Linked DNA regions of Sus scrofa: region 1 is linked to region 2. The links are chromatin contacts, called in public Hi-C maps. All regions are on one chromosome and are shown on one strand. Each heading gives the region's core, a stretch centred on a gene start, on an enhancer-like site or on the middle of the called end of the contact. The rest is flanking DNA. Distances are from core to core; before and after follow the strand shown.

Evidence for each region. Hi-C and Micro-C count contacts between places; a contact is called where the count stands out from the background.
Region 1: a Hi-C map of retroperitoneal adipose tissue shows a contact between it and region 2, with 1.5 times the contacts expected there. The contact joins the promoter of NUP107 here to the enhancer-like site in region 2. A contact is called at or near these places in 2 of 5 promoter capture datasets (fetal skeletal muscle and liver), 8 of 47 Hi-C or Micro-C datasets (blood, brain, embryonic fibroblasts and 5 more) and 2 of 2 datasets of contacts at active chromatin or transcription factors (alveolar macrophages and skeletal muscle).

The regions. Positions count from the first base shown.
Region 1 is chr5:32,985,982-32,991,197 of Sscrofa11.1, reverse strand. NUP107 (nuclear pore complex protein Nup107) reads right to left here and starts at 1,537. Exons shown (of 28, transcript XM_021091969.1): 1 at 1,296-1,537. The coding sequence starts at 1,303.
Region 2 is chr5:32,701,305-32,706,087 of Sscrofa11.1, reverse strand. The region is part of intron 2 of LOC102164628 (a long non-coding RNA gene); the gene reads right to left. Among named protein-coding and RNA genes, the nearest start is that of MDM1, 30 kb to the right of the region's middle. Within about 2 kb of position 2,592, at least 2 of the 83 cell types and tissues checked have an H3K27ac peak or open chromatin away from gene starts, as enhancers often do. A contact at or near this core is called in omental adipose tissue and retroperitoneal adipose tissue, where this site is marked.

The sequences.
Region 1 (5,216 bases), core at 288-2,787, 290 kb before region 2:
ACAACTATTTGAGCTGGTGACTTGGGAGGCTAAGTGAAAAAGAATTCTAGTAAAGTGGAGAGAATGACCCTTCGAGTTATTTCTCCCCAGAGTACACTAAGAGTACAGCGCTACTGTAGTCACAACGCCCCTGTCATTCTCCACCCAAAGTCTAAAAATATTGTGCGAATTATGAGACCTGTATCTTAAGACTCTAATATGCATTTCCTCTACTTAAAATCTTCAGATAGCTATCTGTGGCCTACAGAATCAAATTCAAACTTTCAAGCACAGTTTTTACAATTTGATTCCAGCTTACCAGTTCAGGCTTATATTCAGCCACAAACATCACTCCCATACAAAGCTACAGTGAATGTGACCATTCAACTATCCTTTCATATCCTTACACTTTTGTACGTATTATTTCTCTTACAGAGGCCTACATTTGTCTCCTTGGTCTACCTGGTGAATATTTACTTATCAAACAGCCTCCTGGAGTCTGGACACACACAGATCTAGGTTGGTGTCTTGGTTCTCTTATCTGTTAGCTTCCTAACTTTGACCAAGTTCCTTAACCTCTTTTAGCCCCAGTGCTACCTATGAAAAGAGGATCGCAGTAACTATCCTCATAGGATTGTTAGGGAGATTAGCTAATAAAACATTTAAAGCGTACTCATTGTAGGCTAATGTTATTCAAAGACCAACTAGAAAGTTATCTCCTTTGAGAGGTCTTCCGCATACCTTCCAGGACAGGGAGACTTCCGTGCTCCCTCATTTCTCTTCCCAAAGAGCAGTACCAAAAACACCACTTTGTACCGCTCGGTTGTCTCCTCCACTACGCATTCTCCAAGGCCAAAAAGCTTAAATAACTCATCTTTGTCGCAGGTGCCTAGCATAGAGCCAGTGTCACAGAAAGAACTCAATACAGTTAACTATGTGATGCTGCAACTTGTAATGAGAAGGTCTGGGCTGAGATCCCAGTTCCGTCACTGACTGGCTTTGTGATCTCCGGCAGGTAATAGCATCTCGAAGGCCGGGCCACCTCCTACCCCGCCCACCCCAGGAGGGAAAACTGTTGCGCGAAAGTGAACAGATGGTGGAGTCAAGCGGAAACGCAGGGGATTATCATTATCCTTATCCCTCCCAGACCTAGGCAGCCTTTCTTCCATCAGCTGTAGTCCCCCAGCCCAGAAAAGAAGTCCCGGGTCAGCATCCGGGCCTTCCTCGGTTTCCTCCGGGAGTCGGGTTTCACCCATTTCGTTCCTCCAACGGGGAGAGACAAGTGTCCGAGCCCAGCCGTCATCACCAGAACTAACCTGTCCATGGCCACGGCCTTTTCCAACGAGAAGCTTATAAACTCAGATCCAACCTAGCCGCCGCGTTTCGGCCTTCCCGCTCTCCGGAAGCAAACCCTTTGACCCGGAAGCATAGCCTCGCTAAGCCGCTGTAGGAAAAGAGTTGAGTAGCGGGCGGGGAGAAAAAAAAAAAAAACAAAAAACCAGCTCTCCCCTTTGGCGCATGCGCAATTTCTTTTTGCCAGGGGCAGGCGGTTCGGTTTGCGCAGGCGCAAAGGTGTATCTTGTGGTCGACCCAGCCGGGCTCAGCCGGGCAGGGCCAGGGGCGGGGCAGGAGGCGGGACCTGACCGGGTTTAGTGGCGCTGCTCGGCCGCCCCTTTGCCTGATTGGCATTTGTGGGCGTGGTCCAGAAGTAGGGTTCTCCTACTGGGATACTTGACTTGTATTGATAGTTCAGAAAAACGTGAAGTCATTTCCTGGTATTCTCTACGAGAAACAGCCCAGATTTGGAATTGAGATGTGCAGGCTCTGCTCTACACCTCGGGGGTCCGTGTCTCTCTCTTCTTGTACTCATTTTGTTTGAACTGTAGTGTAAACCCCCTACAGGTTTTGAAATTGTTTTCTACAATGGCTATTTGTTCTTCACTTGCTATTTTTCCCCATTAAAGAAAAAAGAATCACTTGTCTTAAAAAGCATGAAAGATGATGGTATTGCCTTCTATTTCAAAGTGCCGGATAGGCAAAAGGTAATATATTCTGGCCCTGAATCAGTGGAAGTTTGGCGAAAGGCATTTACATTATGCTCTAATCCTGGGAAACGTAGTTCCCAGGAAGACGTCTTCATACCTAATTCCCGCTGAGACGACGTGGGGTTTTAAGAAAACGTGGCTTTGGGCTCCAGCTAGGCTCAGAACCCCTGAGCCGCATATTTCTCATCTGTGGAAAGGAGATAACGCCTTTATCACTGAGTTCTTGGGAGGATTAAGAAGCGATGTCCAATGTGCATTGCATACAGCACTCATCGAAATGTTAATTTTCTCCTCTTCCAATAACAGCTTGATCCCCCCCACCAAGTGCTCTCTTGTTTTTTTTCCATCTATGAATTTCCTTGTACAAAAGAGCATTTGTTCTTTTATGGAAACTGAAATGTGGTCTTAATGGTTTTTGGTCAGGGCCAGAGGCAGGTTTATTCAAACTATGAACCAGTGTTTCAGGTTCTTGCTTTGTGTCCTCTGGCAAATGAATTCCAATGTTTGTTTGTGTGTTTAATTTTTAGTTGATTTACAACGTGCCAATCTCTACTATGCAGCAAAGTGACCCAGTCATACATACATATATATTCTTTTTCTTATATTAATCTTCCATCATGGTCTATCCCAAGAGATTGGATATAGTTCCCTGAGTTATACAGTAGGATCTCATCCAATATGTTTTATTCATATAATATACTTGAAGTGTGTAAGGCACACAATAAAAGGGAAGAGCAGTTTGGGGCATTAACTCGGTGTTTAATTCAAGTGAAAAGAGAGAATACTTGTGGAAAAGTGCGCTGAGGTTCATTTTGACATGATTACCAAGCATAAACACCTTACTACCCTTAAATGTATCAAGATATATTCATTTTATTGCCTTAGAATTATGTGCAATGAATTCCTTGTGTGATGCATATCATACACATTCTAGCTTTAATATTAGGGTTCTTCTTTTCAGTGACAGAAATTCACTAGGGCTAACTTAAGCAAAGGGAAATTGACTAGAAGCCCATCACTGAGCTCATGGAATTAAGAAGCTGGTGGGAAAAGCTTGGGAAAGCAGACTTGTTCAGGAACTAAAGACCGGGGATTTAGCCATCCCCAAAGCACTCAGACTTGAACTACTGGATTTGGAGGAACTTTTCCTCTCCCTCACCCCTAACAGCTGAGGAAATCAAACATCATTATGTTTTTCCTCCTCCACGACATTTATTTTTATTTATTTAACCTCTTTTTAGGACCGCGCCTGCGGCATATGTAACTTCCCAGGCTACGGATAGAATCAGAGCTACCCCTGCCAACCTATGCCACAGCCACAGCAATGCCAGATCCAAGCCGCATCTGCTCAGGGCAACACCGGATGGATCCTTATCCCACTGATCGAGGCCAGGGATTGAACCTGTGTCCTCATAGATACTAGTCAGGTTCTTACCACTGAGCCGCGACAGAAGTCTTCCACTCCTTTTTTTTTTTTTTTTTTTTTTTTTTTTTTGCCTTTTCTAGGGCCGCTCCTGCGGCATATGGAGGTTCCCAGGCAGGAGTCTAATCGGAGCCGTAGCCACCGGCCTATGCCAGAGCCACAGCAACGCGGGATCCAAGCTGCATCTGCAACCTACACCACAGCTCACGGCAATGCCGAATCCTTAACCCAGTGAAGGAGGCCAGGGATCAAACCTGCGTCCTCATGGAGCCTAGTCGGGTTTGTTAACTGCTGAGCCACGATGGAAACTCCTTATAGTAAACATTTTAAAAAACATTTCAGGAAGCAGGTTTTTTTGTTTTGTTTTGTTTTGTTTTTTAACGTCCCTTCTCAGTCACACTTCTGTTTGGTATATTATAAATAGCTGGTTAGCGGTTTTCTTAGTATAGATCCAGCAGATGTAACTATGACAGAAAGATAAGAAAATAGAGGCAAATGGAGAAAATTAAAGAATTCTATGATCCCATTAACTATATCTGACCACAACCACATGAGAGACTGTCATCAAAAATCATCTGAGGAGTTCCCGTCGTGGCGCAGTGGTTAACGAATCCAACTAGGAACCATGAGGTTGCGGGTTCGGTCCCTGCCCTTGCTCAGTGGGTTAACGATCCGGCGTTGCCATGAGCTGTGGTGTAGGTTGCAGATGCGGCTCGGATCCCACGTTGCTGTGGCTCTGGCGTAGGCCGGTGGCTACAGCTCAGATTCAACCCCTAGCCTGGGAACCTCCATATGCCGAGGGAGCGGCCCAAGAACCAAGAGACAGCAACAATAACAACAACAAAAAGACAAAAAAAGACAAAAAAAAAAAAAAAATCATCTGAGGAGTTCTCGTCACGGCACAGCGGAAATTAATCCGATTAGGAACCATGAGGTTGCAGGTTCAATCCCTAGCCTCACTCAGTGGGTTAAGGATCTGGCGTTGCTGTAGCTGTGGTATAGGCTGGCAGCTGTAGCTCCGATCAACCCCTAGTCTGGGAACCTCCATGTGCCTCAGGTGCAGCCCTAAAAAAAAAAAAGGAAAAAAAAAATCTGAAGGAGGATGCGGTGTAGGTCAGCAGCTGAAGCTCTGATTCTACCCTTAGTCTGGGAACTTCCATGTGCCTCAGATGCGGCTGAAAAAGAAAAAAGAAAAAAAAAATCTGAAAGATCGCAAAATGTTGGTAGTGGTTGTCTTTGGTGAGACTGGATGACCTTTGTTGTATTGTTATTTAGTTCACTGTGCCCTTTTTTTTTTGGCTTCCCCATGGCATATGGGATCAGATCCCAGCAGCAGTTTCGCTTTATGCCCCAACTGCAGCAACACCAGATCCTTTAACCCACTGTGCTGGGCTGGGATAGAACCTTTGTCCCATTGCTGCAGAGATGCCACCATTGTGCTACAGAGGGGATTCCATGGGTTTTTTGTTTGGTTGTTTTTTTAAGCAGTTTGTTTTCATAGCATAATTCAATTGAAATTCAAATTTAAAAATAAACTTTTTTTTGGCTGCACCTGGGGCAATGAAAGTTCCTGGGCCAGGGATCGAAACCTCATCTCTGCAGCAATCTGAGCCATTTTGGTCAGATCCTTAACCCACTGTGCCACAGCAGGAACTCCCAAAGAAATATTTTGATAAATTCTTAAGAATTCTAATTAGTCAGGAGTTCCCGGCATGGCGCAGCAGAAGCGAATCCAACTAGGAACCATGAGGTTGTGGGTTCGATCCCTG
Region 2 (4,783 bases), core at 1,343-3,842:
CCAACCAATTTCTGAATGTTATTCTTGTATCCTGCTACTTTGCTGAATTTATGTTTTTCTCTTTAAATTATGAAATAATACATGTCATTGTAAAGCATTTAACTAATGCAGATGTATATAAAGTAAAGCTGGTCTTTCCCTTGCTCCCACAAACTTCACTTCTACTCCCCAATAGTTTGGGGTATATTTTCCAGAGCTTTGTTTATTCAATTGTGAACATTAATAAGAGTTCCATAATATAGACCCAAACATATAATTTTGAAAATGTGATTATACTACACAAATTCTGCAACCTGTTTTAAATTTTAAATGCATTATCTCTTTGCTTCTTGGTAGGTAGTTTACTTTGATGTATGCCTTATTAAAAACAAACAATTTTTGAGCCAAAGACTACCAGATTCATTCACTTAACTATTATTTGTTACCTACCGACTATGTATCAGATACTGTTCAAGGTGTGGGAAGTAAATGAAATGATAAAGATCTTTGCCCTTGTGGAACTGATCTTTTCGTGGAGGGAGACAGACAATGCACAAATATAATACATGGTATGCCAGACATTGCTAGCAGTGCATGCTGGGACTTTGCAAGATTATGACATGCCTCAATGAAAAAGTGATGTTTGAGCTGAGATCTGGAAGCAGGTGTGGTAACGCCAGGTGGATATCTGGAGGAAAGGTATCCCAGGAAAAAGGAAGAGAAGATTCCAGAACCCTGAGGAAGAAGGTGACTGGCTTGCTCAGGCAGTAAAGAGGCAAGTGTGGCTGGGGAATGGTGAAGGCAGAAGAATGGAGGAGTAATTATAAAGAACTGTAAGGGTCTTGTAGGCCAGTGGGAGGCCTTGGGCTTTTACTCTGAGTGGGACAAGATGTCACCGGGGGCTTCACACAGAGTACTGTCATGATCTGATGTAGGTTAAAACATGATCCTTTCAGCTGCTGTTGAGAGGAGATTCCAGGGAACAAAGGCAGAAGCAGGGAGACCAGTGAGGAAGCTACTGTAACAATGCCAAGGTGTGAAGATGAGCTTTGGGTCAGAGTGCTGACAGTGGAAATGGTGGCCTTGTTGGATTCTGGGTACATTTCCAAGGTAGGGGCAACAGGATTTGCTGATGGATCAGGTGTAGGATATGAGACAAAATGCAAAATAGAAGATGCCCAATAAGGACAAAGCAACACATGGAGTGTTCCTAATGAGAAACTGACTAGTCAGTACAAGAAATGAAAACAATATGATGACAGAGCAGACTGAAACATGGAGCCCTGGAGGAGCATTATGGATCCCTTTTCCTTTACCTTTTGCCTCTATGATATCATGTGCTATGCCATGTATGTGCCTTGTCCACACTGGCACTTCCCAACCCTTACCATGAGACTCCCAAAGGTAGATGAGAGTAACCAATTATTCCCAGCTGTCTGGGCCAGAGCACTACAAGCAAGGCATTGCATTGATGCCTTATATTTTTAAAAGAATGTCAATGTTGGATTCCACTCCAACATAAATGTGTTTCTTTCAATATATTCATTACCTAGAATCAAGTGAAATAGCTGGTCTTATATTGTGGGTCCCTGACATATACCAAGAATTCCTAGGGAGACATATAAGGTTTTAAGATGCTTGGGCCCATGCCCTTCCAAGTGTATGCCCAGAGGGGCCATCTCCTAAGAAGTGCTCACTTATTCACTAACTGGCTGGTCCCAGAAGCACCTCCATGCTCTCAGAACCATGCTGTATACCTGTGCTGAGAAGAGCAGATAACAGGGTCAAGCACACCACTCAGGGTTCTTCTCCTCAGCTTGGATTTTCCATTTCTATCCCCAGAGAGCAGGCCCTTCCTTACAAATGGAAATATACCTTCCTTCCTTTCTTTTAACTTACAACACTCTAACCACCCTTGGCTTTTTAACCCCTTTAAAGTCTTCCTCAAATTTCACATTCTTTTCACAATGTCTTAGGTTACCATCAAAGTGATAACTCATTCCAGTTAACCCTTAGAGTGTTTGTTTCTATGGGGAGGTATTATACACACTGGGAAGAGCAAAGTTTTGCAGTCAGAAGAGCAGAGCTTTGAACTCCAGTTTACTGAAGTTTTAATGCAGGTGCAGCCATCATCTATCTGTGTGATTTTAGGCAACTTTCTTCATCATAAGTCTATAAAAATGGAGTTAAAAGCAGGGCTGGCAGGATGATCAAGTGAACAGCACAATGTACAGGCATTTGATAAATGATAGCTCCCTTTCCCCTTTCACCTCTTAATTTGTCACTTTTAATTATCTACCTTTTACAGTTCTACTTTTTGAATTGTTGCATGTTCTATCTCTTAAACTAGACAATAAACTCTTATAGGTTATAAACCACATCTTATATTTCTTGACATCCCCAAAGCATCCACCACAGTGCCTTGAACATGGGGGATGATTAATAAATGTCTGCTGATAGACTGATTGATGGTTTCTTGGCAAGGTTAAAGCTGAAGGACTCACTGCTCTCTGGAGTCAAGTACATAGCAAAGAGCTTCAAAAAGAAAATGAGCCTCAGCATTCATGGAGGAAGGTCACTGCTTAGTTCTCCAGGAGACATGCTGCTGACGGATGAGGAGGATGCTGGATGGCTCTGCAGAGTGGGCTGCAGATCCTGCTGGCCACTACAGAGCAGTTACCCAGCCACACGGGGAGATCCTGATCATCCCACCATGACCAAATTCATTTAGCAAAGCATTTCAACAGGCTATCACTGTGGCACATGGATTGATTGACTGCACAGCTGTTATTGTGTGCTTACAAGGGAAATTAAGAGTAATTAAAGGGCTGGGGATCAATATCAGTACTATGTTGCAGTGAATGACTTAATTTTCTTTCTGTATTAAGAGGGAAGTGCAAAGATGTCACATAGAATAGATGGATCAGAGTTAGACATGAGTTAATAAATTTCTTGGTTTATATAAAAGTTTTCATTTTTAATTTCTGTTTACTTTTGGAAAAGGTGATGAATGCAAGCATATGGTAAGTCAATACAAAAAGGCATAAAATGGTTGCTCCCCAGAAGTAAGCACCATTGCTAGTGTCTTGAGTGTTCTTCCAGAAATGATGCTGTCTCTGTGTGTGTGTGTATGTGTGTGTGAGAGAGAGAGAGAGAGGGAGAGAGAGGGAGGGAGAGAGAGGGAGAGAGAGGGAGAAAGAGTCTCTTAGCTAGACAGAGTTTTAAGAATCCAAGAACTTCCTGCAGGTCTACTATGTCTCTTTGGTTCATCCCTATATTTCTGGTGGCTAGCACAGAGAGCAGCTCATAACAGTCCAAAATTCATGGTTGATAGTTATGTTTTCATTGACTAACTAGATCTATTTTAATCAGTGACTAACTAGATCTGTTTTAGCAGTTTTTAAAATGATTTGCACTAGCTTGGTACATCTTTATTGTGAATTAACAAAAGACATACAATTTTACATGTCTAGAGAATAGAGCATCTTAATTAATTCTAATGTATTGGGACAATAATTTAAAACCACTGATGCAGAAACTGCTTGTTTGAATATTCTCCACTGACTGGAGGAGCTCTTTGGAAAATATACACCACCTGAGTTTAAATAAGGATTGGCTAATAAGAAAAAAGAAGATTAAAGAATATGTCAGAACACACTAGCAAATTAGGTGTGGCTATAGAACTTATTACTTTAGGAAGACTTATATACTTTTTAAATTGCCTCTGAGTTCATAAACCACATATTTCTGGGGCTGCTGATACATATATTATTGTTAATGCCACTACTACCTTTATTACTATTTATTTAGAAAATAGTATATACCAACACCATAGAAGTATTTTAGACATGCTATCTCATTTAACTGCATAGCAACATTATCGGGTAGATGCTATTATCATCTGCATGTTATAGATGGGGAAACTGAGGCGCAAAATGATCTCACAACTGGCTTATAGTAACAAAGCTAATAAAATAGTGGAATGGAGATTTGGGCCCAGCCTGATTCAGAGCACATACCTCTAATCAATACTTCAAAGTCACATCTCCTTTCTGACCAGAAATGAAGCATTATTATCGATCAACCTTCCTATTTGCTAGATTTAGCTCCAAATGATGTTTGGTTCTACCAACAAATGAAATCCATGTTCAGAAAGAATGATGTTTCATAGCACTCTGGCTTTTAAAAAAATATGTGTCAGTTGCTAAAATCAATTCAAAAAGAGGAACCCCCAAAATGTTTGCATCATTAAAATGAGTGGTCAGCTTCCTAAGTTTTCTACCCATTTATGTGTATATTCATGAGTGTTTTGTTTTTTTTTTTTTAATCTGTCCTTATATTCATGGTCACAGCTCATATATTTAGTTTATTTAAATGACATGGAATTTGGGGAGTTTCCTGTTAGAGTTTTATAACCAGAAAATACCAAATTGCTTACGTTTCTTCTCATTTTATCACTGGGGCTTTATAATCCAGATAGTCCTAGGCAAATCTGCAAATTATGCAAACCATGTCTTGCCACATCGCTTTCTTTCGGCACTTCCCTTTAATTATTTCTCCATCTACTCTCTCTCCTCTTCACTCAAAAATGCTTAGAGTTCAGTAAGCCTCGGCAATCACATGCAGATCAAATTCAAGGTCTCGCCCTATCCTATCTTTTCTGAGTGCTCCTTTTTTTTTTTTTTTTCCGCTTTTTAGGGCTGAACCTGTGACATATGGTAGTTCCCAGACTAGGGGTTGAATTGGAGTTACACCTGCCAGCCACAGCCACAGCAACACAGGATCCAAGCCATATCTGCCACCT